Regions from separate parts of the Mus musculus genome. Here all the other regions are linked to region 1. A link is a contact called in public HiChIP or PLAC-seq and promoter capture Hi-C data. All regions are on one chromosome and are shown on one strand. The core of a region is the stretch at or near the end of the contact, and the rest is flanking DNA. Distances in the headings are between cores, read along the strand shown. Region 1 holds the start of Nhlrc3 (NHL repeat containing 3). Region 2 holds the start of Noct (nocturnin). Region 3 holds the start of 4930577N17Rik (RIKEN cDNA 4930577N17 gene). Region 4 holds the start of Elf2 (E74-like factor 2). Region 5 holds the start of Mgarp (mitochondria localized glutamic acid rich protein).

Evidence for each region. Promoter capture Hi-C pulls out the DNA fragments that hold promoters and counts their contacts. HiChIP or PLAC-seq counts read pairs in DNA pulled down with a chosen protein or histone mark. Capture Hi-C pulls out chosen DNA fragments and counts their contacts.
Region 2: a contact with region 1 is called in a promoter capture Hi-C map of liver, with 7 times the contacts expected there. The contact joins the promoter of Noct here to the promoter of Nhlrc3 in region 1. A contact is called at or near these places in 6 of 39 promoter capture datasets (the 3T3-L1 cell line, the C10 cell line, embryonic stem cells and 2 more), 4 of 484 Hi-C or Micro-C datasets (CD4 T cells, hematopoietic stem and progenitor cells and regulatory T cells), 3 of 115 datasets of contacts at active chromatin or transcription factors (bone marrow-derived dendritic cells, regulatory T cell precursor and thymic regulatory T cells) and 3 of 9 other capture datasets (adipose tissue, liver and macrophages).
Region 3: a contact with region 1 is called in a promoter capture Hi-C map of liver, with 4 times the contacts expected there. The contact joins the promoter of 4930577N17Rik here to the promoter of Nhlrc3 in region 1. A contact is called at or near these places in 6 of 39 promoter capture datasets (the C10 cell line, embryonic stem cells, hippocampal neurons and 2 more), 1 of 484 Hi-C or Micro-C datasets (CD4 T cells), 3 of 115 datasets of contacts at active chromatin or transcription factors (astrocytes, pro-B cells and thymic regulatory T cells) and 2 of 9 other capture datasets (adipose tissue and liver).
Region 4: a contact with region 1 is called in a promoter capture Hi-C map of liver, with 5 times the contacts expected there. The contact joins the promoter of Elf2 here to the promoter of Nhlrc3 in region 1. A contact is called at or near these places in 1 of 39 promoter capture datasets (liver), 4 of 115 datasets of contacts at active chromatin or transcription factors (astrocytes, epiblast stem cells, large pre-B cells and 1 more) and 1 of 9 other capture datasets (liver).
Region 5: an H3K27ac HiChIP or PLAC-seq map of thymic regulatory T cells shows a contact between it and region 1, with 11 times the contacts expected there. The contact joins the promoter of Mgarp here to the promoter of Nhlrc3 in region 1. A contact is called at or near these places in 5 of 39 promoter capture datasets (the C10 cell line, hippocampal neurons, liver and 1 more), 2 of 484 Hi-C or Micro-C datasets (B cells and regulatory T cells) and 6 of 115 datasets of contacts at active chromatin or transcription factors (astrocytes, embryonic forebrain, extraembryonic endoderm stem cells and 3 more).

Annotation. Positions count from the first base shown.
Region 1 is chr3:53,461,858-53,464,676 of GRCm38.p6, forward strand. It overlaps Nhlrc3 (NHL repeat containing 3), which reads right to left and starts at 1,401. Exons shown (of 7, transcript NM_172501.2): 1 at 1,203-1,401; 2 at 455-607. The coding sequence starts at 1,286. It overlaps Proser1 (proline and serine rich 1), which reads left to right and starts at 1,938. Exons shown (of 13, transcript NM_173382.2): 1 at 1,938-2,462. The coding sequence starts at 2,418.
Region 2 is chr3:51,223,111-51,225,929 of GRCm38.p6, forward strand. It overlaps Noct (nocturnin), which reads left to right and starts at 1,337. Exons shown (of 3, transcript NM_009834.2): 1 at 1,337-2,177. The coding sequence starts at 1,994.
Region 3 is chr3:51,275,361-51,278,179 of GRCm38.p6, forward strand. It overlaps 4930577N17Rik (RIKEN cDNA 4930577N17 gene), which reads left to right and starts at 1,401. Exons shown (of 1, transcript NR_073429.1): 1 at 1,401-2,819. All of the region lies in intron 4 of Elf2 (E74-like factor 2), which reads right to left.
Region 4 is chr3:51,339,306-51,342,124 of GRCm38.p6, forward strand. It overlaps Elf2 (E74-like factor 2), which reads right to left and starts at 1,339. Exons shown (of 10, transcript NM_023502.2): 1 at 1,109-1,339.
Region 5 is chr3:51,395,195-51,398,013 of GRCm38.p6, forward strand. It overlaps Mgarp (mitochondria localized glutamic acid rich protein), which reads right to left and starts at 1,353. Exons shown (of 4, transcript NM_026358.3): 1 at 1,233-1,353. The coding sequence starts at 1,314.

The DNA of each region.
Region 1 (2,819 bases), core at 151-2,650:
GAAAGTATAATAAGAAATTTAGAAGTGTGTAAAAAAAAAGCACTAACTTCAAAACTTAATAATTTCTAATGCATACAAATCTAAAATGTGCACTTGAAGCCAACTCAAAATTAAATTGCATAGTTAGCATACTATAAATGCAGCAGGCTATCTAGGTGGGAAACACTTCTTTCCTTTCTGTTCATCTTCTTTTTTTCCTTTTTGTCATGCTCAGATTGACTGTTCTTTTATTATTCCTGTCTGTTGTGATCAAACTGAATGTATATAATTAAAATTAAAAAAAAATCTCTAGTTGAAGAGATGGCTGAGCAGATGAAAGTGTTTGCTAAGCAAGACTGACACTCAGAGTTCAATCCTGGAAACCACTGGTAGTTGATAACCGCATTAACACTCTGGTCTCTCTTGACCTCACAGGCTCACATATTAAAAAAAAAAAAAAATGCATTCTACTTACTTGGGCTACGTAAACTAACCCGTTGAGGGAATCAACTGCAACACAAAATGTTGCACCAGTGAAGTATTCCGAATTCTTGGGCCAACCCAAATCCAGCCGGAAAAGAGGGTCCTCCATTCTCCAGGAAACGTGAAAAGAAAATGTCCTTGAAACCTCAAATAAAATCAAAATACTCAGATTCAGTTCGACAACCAGAAGGTAGCCGGAAATAAGATTGTATATCTAAAGATCAAAACAACCATAAGAAAAGTCTAATGATGACTTAAGAGTGTAGTAAGAGCTGGGGAAAATCCAGTGTGTGTGTGTGTGTGTGTGTGTGTGTGTGTGTGACTTAAGAGTGTAGTAAGAGCTGGGGAAAATCCAGTGTGTGTGTGTGTGTGTGTGTGTGTGTGTGTGTGTGTGTGTGATGTTTACTTATTTTTATTTAGACTTGTGTGCATGAGCTCGGGTGAGTTTATGTGCACCATGTGCCCACAAAGGCCAGAAGAGGGCATCAGGCTCCCTGGAACTGGAGTTACAGTGAGAGAGTGAGCCTTCAAGTTGGTGCTGGGAATCGAACCTGAGTCCTCTGAAAAAGCTGCTCGAGCTCCCAACCTCCGCGCCACCTCCCCAGCCCCACGTGCATTCTTTTTACACTAAATGAGAGGACGAGTCGTCAGCTGCTGAGCCCCAGGGGAGCAGGTTTGGGACCCCAGGGGCTGTACCCCTCGGTGGCACCCACACCCACAGCCTTCTGCCTGCTATTTACCAGCGAGCCACAGAAGCGCGAATGCAAAACCAGACAGGAAAGGAAGAAGGCGGCGCCCGCCAGGCAGACCCAGGCTCTCGCCATCGCGAGGGTCTGGGAGGCGAAAGTCAGCGAGGCCTGAAGCCGGCTCTAGGGCAGAGGCAGACTAAAGCACCGGGAAACTCGACCGGAGAACCGCCGAAGACTAATTCCGGGTGTCCTGCTCCTTGCTCCGCCCCGAGTCAGGCGCCCAGCGAGTGACCCTGGTCCCCACGCCGAGGTGCTCCTGGCCACTAGGATGGCGGCGTCCGCAGATCTTCCTGACCTACTTACTCTTCGCTCCTTTAAACTCACTTTCAAGAAGCAAAACAGAGCACCGAGAAACTGAAGAGTTAGGGGATCGTGACACTAAAACAATGACTACCACGCTCCGAAAAGGACTTTAGTCACGTCTGCTCCACAAGCATTCAGGCTTCTGCCGTGGACGCCTATATTCCCACACTAGGACCCCGCCCCCCCCCCCCGACGCCCCAAACTAATCATTTGTGCAAAAGCGACTTAAGGTGGCGGTGCACCATTGCGTCTTGTGGGCGCGACACGCTCTATCAAAGGTCCCCTGGAGCTGGTGGGGCATTTAGGGGAGCACCCGCTGGGCGCCTGGCCGTATGAGCGCTGAGGTGCTCGAGAGCCTCCCTTCGCAAGGCTCTGGCCCCCTTCGTCCGGCTCCTAGTGCGCCCCGGCCGCCCGCCCGCTCCCGGAAGCTACGAAAGCCCGTAACAAAGGACCTGCGGGGGCCGCCGGTTGCCGGAGCTGCGGGACCCCGGGATCGGGCGGATCGGCGGGTCTGAGCGCCCGCGGGGCCACGTGTCCCGGATCACGGCGGTGAGCGGAGCGTGGCTCGGCGGCCTTCCCCGGAGCACCCGGCTGTCGGCACCCTCCGGAGCCCTGATTTCTGCAAACGCACAAGCCCGCTCTGCTCTGAGCAGCTGAAGCTTTGTGTGAAGAAGCTACTGAAGTCTGATTTTTATTTAAAAAAACAAACAAACAACAACAAAAAAAAACCCAACTTTTTCCAAGTTTTCGTTCTGGGATTTTTTGTTTTGTTTTGGTGCAGTTTGCAATACTCTACCTCCTCGCCTCCTTTCTCCTCCTGGTGTATTATCCACGAGACGAACCTGGGATGAGCGTTTTGTAATTGCAAGAACTGTGAGACGTCACGACGGAATAGTACTCAAGATGGACAAAAAGTCCTTTGAGACGGTGCTGGATGAAATTCGAAAGGTAATTGACCTTGTTCCCTGAAATTCGTCTGAGATAATAATGGTCGTGAGTTACTTTCTTTGAGGTGTTGTGTGTAGTCAGCAGAGGAACTTGAACTTTCCTGTGTAACGTAAGAACTTGCATCTTGGTCCGTTGCACCGCTTAAATAGAAGATAAACCACCTCACTGCTAAACTTGGGAAGTCATTGTGGTACGGGAATTACGTTTGTACTACCTACAGCCCCGGAGCCAACTGTAAATCCGTAATAACTGAGCTTTTGGTTGACTGACATTTATTCAATGTTAACATGGTTCGGTAACAGGAGTGACTAGGCACTGGAAGGGATGCCGAGAAAGTTCTTTTCCAGATCTCTTCCC
Region 2 (2,819 bases), core at 87-2,586, 2.2 Mb before region 1:
AGATCCATTACCTAAACTGTAAACCAACTGCTGTATTTTGTTCTATCTGCAAAGCACTTGCTACCTTCTTATGACCCTTTGCCTTGCCTAATGACTCATGGGCGATTGATTGCTGTACAGATAAGAAAACTGAGCCTCAGACGCTAATAATGACCAGCTAAGGAGTTCCTGGCCCCGATGCTGTCATCGGCTTGTCAGCTGATTCATCCGTATCCTGTGGGTGTTAGATGTTTTAGGCCAGGTCTGGAAAGCATTTTGAATCCTTGGTGACGATACTCATTCAAAGTTTCTTTTCCATTCCCGGTTAGGGTTAGTCACTCCTTACACAACCTACCTGAGGTATTTCTTCAACTCATTCTCTCCTGCTTCCCTCTCCGCCTCCCCCCACCCCTTCCCTCTCCATACCCCCTTAGGTGAGAATGTGAGTCTTGGGCCTCTCAAGTGCTGTGTAAGTGCTCCACCACTGAGCAACATCTCCAGCATTTTCCTGGAACATATGGCATCCGATTAAAACACAGCTCTGACCATATCCTAGCATCCCTGCAACAGAGCTGACAAAAATAAGGGTTTTCTCAAGAGAATGTGGGTGTGTGCATCTGACTCTCAGACTATTGAAACAATGGACCCCCCAAGAAATGGGAATTTCCTTCAGGAAACTCCTGCTGGGAAAAGGAAAAGGCCTTTGCTTGAGGGGGAATTCTTTCAGGAAGCGGGAATTCACACAGTTCTATCTAGTCAGATCGCTTTGACCCGGACTGCTGAGATGTGCATACCCCTGGCCTTCTATTTGAACTTTAATCTCATTTTGGGATCCCAGAGAGAGGTTAACTCTTCGTCCTTCTACCCCATGTGGGCATATTAAGTACATCTCCTTTTTTCAGTTTTGTTCGTTTGTATTCTTGTTGTTGTTTTGAGGGTTTTGTTTGTTTGGTGTTTTTCTGTTTCTTTGTTTTTATTTTGAGACAGAGCTTCACTGTGTAGCTCTGGCCGGCCGGATCTCTCCAGACCATGTTGAAGATCCGGGCCCCTGCCCCAGTGCTGAGATTAAAGGCGGTCGCCCTCACCGCCGCACCTGCTTTCCACTTTCAATTTGGCTTTTTCAGTGGTTTATTGGATGGATAATGCTTTAAATTCGGTAACAGTCCAAATTACGTCTGGCCCATCCCAAGCAGTTGTTTTGGGTTGGGGGGGGTTGTTTTGTTTTGTTTCCCCCCCCCCTCCCCAATTCCCTTAGCCTTCATTTTCCATAACTACAGTGCTGTCTCCCAGGTGTGACTTCCAGCCCTCCAATCAGGGCCCAGCTAGCTCCAAGGCCAATTCCACCAGACCTTCTGGCAGGACTGACGCTCAACGCCCTGCAGTCCGTTTCCGCCTCTCGTGCCTGAGGGGCGGATGCTTGTCGCAGCCGCCACACAAGTAGCCAGCGCGTCCTGGTGCCTAATCTCCTTCAGCACCGCGGAGCGTGGAGCCCACAGCTCGGGGAGGACGTTCTCCCAGACACGCGCTCGCACACACTCAGCGCTGGCACCAACCCGGGATTCCCAGCCTGTGGACGCTCCCATTGCAGCCGGCGGGAGGGGACAGAGGCTCCCGGAACGCCTCTCTAACGAATCCCCGCGGTGTCAGCCAGCCCCCAGCCTCCGCCCCGTGGGAGATCTACAGTCGCTGTCACTGATCCAGACGGTCCATTCTCGGCCGGAGCTGTCCGGGTCTGACTGCGCCCTGGTCGTGCGCGCGGATCCCCCCCTCTGCAGCCACCGCGTGGTAGCGCCCGCTCCGCCGCCGCTCGCCGGTTGCTCCCCGGCGCTAGCTCCCTCGCCTCAGTGAGCCGCCGCTGCTGCCGCCGCCGCGTCTGCCTCCCGGCACAGCTCGCCCGGTCGGCGCCGAGGGACGAGGAGGAAGGAACACCCCGCAGCGCAGCGGTCCCGCGCCACCCCCACCCCACCGTCGCCCGCCCAGCTCGGCCCGGCTCGTCAGCGCGGCGGCGCCCGGCATGTATCAGAGCCCGCGGCGGCTCTGCTCGGCCCTGCTGCTCAGGGACGCCCCCGGCCTGCGCCGCACACTCGTGCCCGGCCCGCGCCGAACGCTCGCCCCGCCGGTGCTCGGATCTCGGCCCAAGTCCCCGCAACTGCAGGCGGCGGCGGCCTCGGGCGCCGCGAGGTCGCGTCCCCGAACAGGTGAGCGGGAGCGCGGAATGAATGGGCGCCGCGGGCTGGTCCCCTGCGTTCACCCCGGCGTCGCGTCGGGAGGGAGGGAACGCCGCTCAGGGGGCCTCGCTTTCCGCGTTCGTGTCTGATCCCCCTGAATCCCCGGTGGCCACAGTGACCCCAGTCGCTAACGTTTTGCTTTACCCCTCACCCCCACCCCCCGATGCAGGGCGGTAACGCTTTGGTTGCAGACGGCTTGTGGACATCCTCATGAAGGGGAAAAAATATCTAAAAATGGCATGATCTTGGGTTTGCAGGGCCTACAGGCTCTGAATCTTCTCAAAGCCCTGGTAGTAATAGCACATGTTAACTCGTTACGCTCATTAATTTATTTATGTTTTGGAAGGGGGGGAGTCTTCCACTTCGTCTTAAATCCCTGGTAAATCAACCTTTCATGAAGTCAGTTCTGTACATCATCTTGTGTTTTTTAAGTGTCTCCTTTCTGCCTAAAAGCAGATTGCGACGGTCACAAACTACATATAAATCAAGTATGGCTTTTAAATGAGTAGTTTCTCCCTCAAATCTAGCAATTACTTAATGTAGGCGCTCCTTCAGAACCAGCAATTATTCCATAGTACTTTTCTAGAAAGTGTAATTTGGTTGTTACCTCAA
Region 3 (2,819 bases), core at 151-2,650, 2.2 Mb before region 1:
GTGAATGTGGGTGCTGAGAACTGAACCCAAGACCTCTGCAAGAGCAACTCTGCAAGAGCAACAAGTGGTCTTAACCGAGGAGCATCTCTCCTGCCCCAAACAGTATCTCTTTAACTATACACACTCGACACTCAAAACACCACTAACCCAACATAAAACTGTACACTAATTCATACTGATCAATGGACTGACTTTAACAAGGACCCAAGTTCCATTATGTTCCTCTCCTTCAGTAAAAGTTCCTATTCAAAAAGGCATTTAAACGCTGCTCAATAAATTGTGATTTCCCTACTTTTGAAATGTGTAAAATATGCCTCAGCCAAAACACACTATTCAGCGTTATTGTTATATAGCACATGCAGTTCTATCAGTCCAGATTTTATTTATATTTAAAGTTCCGTTAAATTTAGAGATAAACATAATTTTTCCTCCAAACCGAACTGCTTTGTCCACCAAACTACCAATTTCAAGATCCCTAAAAACAATAGGTGCAAAAAGACTGTTCTGATCTTTTACAGCACTACCGTTTGGTTACAATTTCTCATCTTCCAATCCGACATCGATGGAGATGTGAAACAGAACCAGAGGAGGGACCGCATGCGCTTATAATTTCGGTAAGCAACAGTGTTCGAGCAGTGCCACATCGACCCGAGGCCCTCGCTGCGCTGTCTGCTAGCAAGTAAAGCTGCTTTTTCTATGTAACTTAAGTCCGTGCCCTTCCGCTGCAGCAGTGGCGCAGCACATCCCCCACCCCCGCGGCCACTTCCGTGTTTACACTCCTCTTCCCTCCAATTCCATGCGTACATTGTCAGCTTCACTCCCGCCCAATCTTCATTGGCCCGGCTCGGGCCCGTGGTCCCGCCCCCAGAAATCAACGTTCTTATTTGGAACAGCTCAGGGCGCAGATTGGAACCTCGGGCCTGTCAATCGCGCGCGTTCTGTCCTCTCCCAGGCGCTTCCGCTATGGTGGGAGGTTTGGGGGAGGGGAAAGGGGGCAATGCCGAGCCGAGACTTCCCCGGGGCCAGGACGCCCTCCCGCCCGCCCCGCTCCCCGCTTTCATCTTACTGTGGACCAAAATAAACGTCCCCCTCCGCTGTCCCGCAGCCCCGGGCCGGCTGCGCGGAATACACCCGGTGTCCTTCCCGTCCACCCTCAGTCACCCGCCCCACGAGGGAAGGAAGGGCAGCAGCCCGGTTCCCCCACGGCCGCCGTTAGCCGCGGCGGGGAGGTGCCGGGTCGGCGGCGTCCCACTCGGCACCGGGAAGTGGCCTCGGGACCGTTACTCGGGCGCCGCTCCGGGAGGGACGAGGCGGGAGGCCGGGCGGGCGCGTTTTGGCGGGTAGCGCCCGGGGGGGCCGCGGCGTCCATGCGGAAGTGGCGGCTATAGGAAGTGAGAGGCGAGGGCGGCGGGCGGCCAGCGCCCCCGGCCGCGGGCAGGGGCGGCCCTCTCGGCCGGACAGCGTGGCAGGCGGCGGGGACAACAGCTCCGCTCACTTCCTGGTTCCCCGGCAACTGGGGCGAAGCGCGCAACTCGCCCGCGCCGACTCCCCAACTTAGCCGCGGCTCCGCGCCCGGCCCCTGCCGCTGCCGCTGCTGCGCCGCCGCCGCCGCCGCTCTCCCCGGAGCGACAGCCCGGATCCGAGGCAGGTTACTCTCCAAGGTGATCACTTCCTGATTTGTCGCCTCCATTACTTCATTCACTCCCCCCTCTCCGCGGCCGCCCGGCTGCCGGAGACGGACACCGGACCCGGGGCGCTGACCGCCCCGGGGGACGCTCCCCGCCCGCCGGGCGCCCCCTCGCCCGCTGCACCGATGCACGGGAGAAAAGTTCCCCTGTGCTTACCGGCCCGGATGAGCAGATCCAGCTGGTTCGTGGGTCCCTCATGCAGAGACGTCGCCATGTTTATCCCGGGGCTGGAACTGCTGCTTCACATTGACTTACACCCTGAGCGGCGGCGACAGGGGAGAAGGCGGAACCCGCGGCCGGAGACACACGCCGTGCGGGCGGCACACACTCACGCACTCGCACACACTCCGACGCCCGGATCCTTGCGCGTCCTCCGACAGGAAGCGGCGGCCGGCCCGCCTCCCGCCGCCGGGCTCAGCAGCCCCACCACCTAACGGCAGGGGCGGCGGCGGCCCCGGCTGGCAACGCGATCCTTCCGCCCCGCGCCCAGACAGGAAGTCAGTCCCGGGCGCCGGCAGCCGGCGGCCGCACGGACACCTGAGGCTGGGGAGCCGCAGGCCGCCCTCGGGGACGCGGGCCTCGCCTCGGCAGGAAGAGGCGCGCTTCACGTTCTGCGGAAGCGAAGTCTGCAAATGTCCCCTCTGGAAAAGAGCCATGAATCAAATTTTTCTTCCTAGAAAAGACCTCATACCTAGTCCCGCAGCTGTACACGGAGGTGGCTTTTTAACTTGGGTTGGCCTTCCCGGCGCTTATGCAACATACAATCAGTTCAGTCGAAAGAACTGCACTTTAAAAAACTTGTACCTAGAAAATATTCTAGAAGCATCACTAAGGAAGTCAGGAGTCTCCAACTACTTCAAAAACTGACTTGGTCCTGTCTTCTCGACAGAAGTCAGAGTACACTAGACAGGTAATTAGTAAACAGAAAAGAGCCGCCCGGCAGCCTCGGGGAGACTGGAGTCGCTGGGTTTGCTGGTCATGAAATTCGTGTGCCCTCTCTTGTATTTGCTTGACTTGGACAAATGAACGTATTCGTTCATAGCTTAAAGATATCTTCAGACAGCTTTTAAAAAACTCGTTTACCTTGAAACTGGCCTTACAAATACACACTGTAACAGGAAAGGAAAATAA
Region 4 (2,819 bases), core at 89-2,588, 2.1 Mb before region 1:
TATTCCTAAATCCCTTTAAACATAATTCAACAGTTCCCAGTCTCATACGAAGTCATTCAACACTCTAAAGAAACTGTAACCCACAAATATACAATCTTATCTCAGTAGGGCCCGGATGGACATTGTCCACTAGAGAAAGTGAGCAGTTTGCCTCTCAACTGAGACTTGGAGAAAAAAACAAAAACAAAAGTCTTGAGCTCAGAGGCGCAGTTTTTATTATACTTTCTCACTGTCGGATTAAAGCATAAACCACAGAGTAATGTCATGAACACGAGAAAGATGTTCCAGGGTTACAATGACGCGTCCCCCATCTTATTGATAGAGTACTAAGAACTTAAAGAAAGGGTATACAGCTGAGAACGTGGTTCCCATAAGGACAGTCCACCAAGTTGGTCCGTGGGTTATTTTTCCGTCCTTTGCTGACAGAGTAAAAATGTCCCACTAAAGTCTTGAGTGGGTCCGGCCGCCGCGCGCAGCGCCGCTGAGGCAGAATCGGTACCGAGGCGCGCGGGGCGCCCACGACACTCTCCGCGAGATGCCCTAAGGGCCAGCACCGCCGGCGGAGGACCCCGGAGGAGACTCTGGACCTAGGCGCTTCCAAGAGCCCCAGGGTTTTTTTGTTGTTTTGTTGCAAACACAGATAGTGATCGCAGCCTGGCTCCCCGGGGAACCAGGAGAAGGCGGCGACGGAGGGCCGGCGGAGAGTGAGAATAAAAGAACGGCGGAGTACAACCTGTCGTGCCCGCCCCGGCGGCGGGGAGCAGGCCCGACGGCGACGGAAACTGCCGCCCGGGACGCGCTGCCCCGGCAGCCCGGCCGCCGCGCGATGACTGGCGCCGCGAGGTAAACAGCGCGCGCCGCGGTCCCTCGGCGCCACGACCGTTGCCCCGGGCCGCTCCGGTGCGGGCTCCCGCCCTGCCCCCAGCTCCGCCGGTGTCACCGCCCCAGCCTCCGGAAAGCCCCTCCGCCGCCGCCCGAGCAAACAACACAGGCGCGGGGCGGGGGCGCCCGGGAGGAGGCGACACTCGGGACGGCCGGGCTGGCTCGCCGCGCCCTCCCTCTCCCTCCCGCTCGCTCCCGCCGGCCTCCGCCGTCCCCGCGCTCTTACCTGCTCTCCCTCCACGTCGCCGAGTCCCTTGCCCTTCCCTCAGGGCCGCAGACCGGCCGAGACGCCGCAGCCGCCCGCCGTTGGCCCGGCGTCCTGCGGGAAGCCGAGGGGGCCTCCCCTGGCCACCGCGCGAGCCGCTCCGCACCACAGGACGAGACAAAACCGCGCTGCGCCCCCCGCGCGCGCCACCCTACAGATCCCCCCCAACCGCCGAGGCGACGGCGGCGACACAGCCGGGCGCGGGGAAGCTGCGGCCGGCCCCCGCCCTCCGCACCCGCCTCGGCTCCTCCCCCTCGGCCTCCTGCCGCCGCCACCAGGACACTGGAGTCCGCCTCCCCCACCCGGCCGCTCCGCGCGCTCCTCCCTCCCCGCGCGCCGCCGGGGGAGGCGACACCGCCAGTCACCGCAGCGCCTGTCAAACCGGGCCGGCTATTTATACTCCCCACCGCCCTCGGGCCCCCCGCAGCCCGCCTCCTGCGCTCTCGAATCCCGCCCTCTTCTCAGCGCCCAACTTCGCCCGAACCCGCCTGCTCAGGTGGAGACGCTCGCCACTCGTCCCGCTCCGCGTCCCCGGGGCTTCCCCACTCCCCCACGTCGCGCGCTGCACTGCGCTGCGGACGCGGGACCAGCGCGTGGGGACGGCGGGGCCGCGCGTGCACCTGCAGCCCGGCCGGGACGACACGCGCACCTCTTGGGCCACTCTCAGGTCTTTGCTGTCACCCCTCATCACCCCCCTTCCAACTCCGGACTCCCCTCCCAAGACCTCCAGGGACCGCTCTGCACTCGTAGATTAAGCATTAGGGAAGTGAGCGATTGCAAAATAAAACTCTTGTCAGCCCGGGTGTTCAGAGTCCCCGCGCGTCTCCCGGGCTCCGCGGATGGTGGCGGCGCTGGCGGGCAGGAGCGCGCGGCCCGCCCCACCCGGCCACTGACGCACGTGGCGCCCCGCCCCGCCCGTTTCGCGGCCCGGGGCGCCGCCCGCTCCGCCTCCCAGCTCGTCCACCCCGGACCCCGCCCCGTTCCCAGAAATTACCACCGCCCAACGGCCCGGCTGCGCGGCGGTTGGTGCCCGCGGTGGCCGGCGGGCGGGCGGCCCAGCGCGCAGCTGCGGAGCGCGGCGGGCGGCCCCCGTTCGGGGGGGTCCCGGGGAGCCGCGACCGCCCGCCCCAGTCTTTGTCGCTTCTAGTCCCGTCCGCCTCCGAGAAGTAACTCAAGTCCCGAGATCTTCAGAGCCAGGGTGAAGGAGCGCGTGTGTGTGGAGGAAGAGTATCTTGTTCCAAGTGTCCACGAATTGGGGAAAAAAAAGGGGCGAAGCCAGCGGGAGCTGCAGGCTTCTGGTTTGCACACTTTCACACAAAGGGGAGCCTCTGAGCAGGGCACTCTCACGCGCCTTCCAGGGCACAAAAGCCAATGACACGGTGCCCGGGATGTCCTGCGTTTGCAGCGGCTCGCTAATGGTCTTTCTTAGGCGCAGTTATGCATGCTAGGTCTCTTCCCCCAAGCACCACCACCATTCCCCGCCGCCGCGGAATGTATTTGTTTCTTTAACAAAGAGCATCGGTTGTCCCGGTGCGCGCGGGGGCCGATCCTGCTGGGCTCTGACTCCTGCAGGCTCCCTGGGGGAGCCCCAGCACTTGGAACAGCATACACCGGGTTAATTTCTGGACTCCAGCCTGACTGTTGATGTTCTACAACCAGTTTTTACAAGAAC
Region 5 (2,819 bases), core at 103-2,602, 2.1 Mb before region 1:
GTGGGAGAGATGGGGTGGGGGAGTGGGGGGGAGGGAGGGATGGAGAGAGAGAGGGAGAGAGAGAGAGAGGGAGGGAGGGAGGGAGAGAGAGGGGGGGGGGAGGGAGGGAGGGAGAGAGAGAGAGTTTTCTGTGGAGGATGAGGTCAGTCTCATCTCTTTCTTTATCTGAGCACCAGAACAGTCCCCATTATAATCAGTTTAAAATAAATGGCGTCTCCTCACTTCTGCAAGTTGCTCTCTTATGAGGTATACACATACAGAGGGGAAAGGCGTTCTAGTACTTGTGGGAAGACTTCTTTTAAGCATCATTTAAAAGAATAGGTGACTAGATCTCTTTCTTGAGACCATCCACCACCAACACAGGCCTAATCAAAGCAGGGTGAACAAGTGCTTAAAGCAAAGCAAAGCAAAGCAAAGCTCGCTCTGGCTCATGGATTTCCACAGGCGTTTTTCTGTCTTTCTCAGTCAAATCTTTGCTTTGGATGCTGCCTCCGATGCCCCAAGGAGTGGGGCAAAGTACAGAATAATTAACTTTCTAGTGTCCAAGATCTGTGCCCCAGTGAGTGATGAACAGAGAGGGTGGGCAGCTAGGAGAGGACCTGCAAACCAGCCCAAAGCCTGTAAGCTCTTATAGTCCAGGATGCTGCTTCTTTAGAAAATTTCCAAGAGCGCATTTCCTCACGCATTCCCTAATCCGAAGCTGACGGAGCTGCAAGCTTGTCAGCAACATCAGAAGAGTACCCCGAGGCCTCACTTCGAAGGGATGATCAGGGCCACAAGAAGCCGGGGGTTTATCACCGCCAGGGATCAGTGAACCGACACTTCTTCTAGGGCCCACCTGCGAACACGTGAACACCCCACGTCCACCTACCTATCCGTTCCTTCACCTCTTCGGAGAAACTAGTGGTTCATTGAATAGAAAACCGTGGAACTCTAGGAGAAAGCCAAACCCTCTTCGAAGTGGTTCTTTTCACTCCATATCTACTGATCATAACCCACAGTCACTTAAAAAAAATGAAGGAACATTACTTGCCGGAGATCAGGAATTCAAGACTGGAACCCAGGAAGTCTAATTTGGATTCAGAGGCCATCCTGGAAAAGGTCCTTATTCCCAAAGTTTCCAAGAAATTCGGAGGGCTGGCCTGAGACCCTCCCTCACTGTTCCTTCACTGGCCCAGGGTTCGGGGCGCTGGTGCCCAGCCTGGACGGGTAGAGAAGTGTGGGACACTCACCGTCCTTCCCCAGCGGCGCGGGACCCGGGGGCGCCCTCCGGGGCAGCGCCAGAGTCTTGGACACAGCCCTGCGGAGATACATCGCCAGATGCGCTCAGATTCAGCAGCGGATCAAGCAACCCAGGCTCAGAGGGAGGAGCCAGGGAGCGCCCCGCCCCGGGTGGGACTCCAGATCCCGTGCGTCCCAGCCCCGGGGGATGTGGGAAGGGGATCGAGTTAGTGGTTAGCACCTTGGTCCCCTTACCCAGCTCTAATAGAGTTGCAGTCCCGTGCTCCCCAGCAGTCGCTTAATGGCTGCATCTCAGAAGAGGCTAGGGAGCTTAGAAGTCGCTGTTACGTGCCTGACCCGCTCTGTCCCATGGAGTTATCTCCCGAGCACGCAGGACACGTTTAGAGAAGCGCGCTTGATTCAGGATTCATGCGCAGACGGAATGTATTCTCCAGGTGGAAGACCACTTTATTCCACACACTGTGTTAGCATTCCCAGGAAGAGGTAGCGGGAAACTTAAGAGACGACTTTACAGGCTTATGATTAAAGGAAGGGTAAGGTTTCCCCCTGGCGATGGCTGAGTTCTAAGCCAGCCAGGACTTTTAAATATAGGGTAAAGAGTTTATCTAGCATGGGTTCGATACCCAACAGCGCATAAAACCAGACATGGTGGCGCAAGAAGTTACTCCCAGCACTCAGAGGGGGAGGTAGGATGCTCAGGAGTTCAAGATCTTTGAGGACACCGTAGGCTACAAGAGACCCCGCTTCAAAAATGAATGAATGAATGAATGAACCACTGAAGGCACTAGGCGGTGGTGTGTGTGTGTGTGTGCGTGTGTGTGTGTGTGTGTGTGTGTGTGTGTGTGTGTGTGTGTGACCAAAACAATCCACTAACAGGAAAGTTAGGTAAAGGGCTCTCTGGGGGGAGTAGCAACCGCTCTTAAACACTAAACCATCTCTCCAGTCTGAACTGTGAATCTTGTTTTTTTTTTTTTTGTTTTGTTTTTTGTTTTTTAATTTATTATATGTAAGTACACTGTAGTTGTCTTCAGACACACCCGAAGAGGGCCTCAGATCTCATTACGGATGGTTGTGAGCCACCATGTGGTTGCTGGGATTTGAACTCAGGACCTTTGGAAGAGCAGTCAGTGCTCCTAACAGTTGAGCCGTCTCACCAGCCCCGAATCTTGGTTTCTTGAGACAGGTTTTCTCTGTGTAGCTCTGGGTGTCCTGAAAATCGCTCTGTAGAGCAGGCGAGGCCAGCTGTTTTCAGGAGCCAGGGCTACACAGAGAAACCCCGTCTCAAGAAACCAGGATCCCTGCCCCCTGCCTCCGCAGTGTTGAGATTAAAGGCATAGGCCACTACCACCACCACCACAGAGCGTTGTGAGTCTTGTAGACCCGAGTAAAGCGACTGAGGAAAGCTCTGAAGCATAGTCGATGCGTGATGTATGCTCAGCCCGATGGAAGAGTCAGTGCCGGGTCACGATTTCTCTGCTCCTTTCAGTCTGGTAAGTGAACATAGTTGCATCTGTATGCCCGCCCCAGCTGGGAGAGATGGTATGTCTACACTGTGAGCTTCAGACCTACTCTCTGGG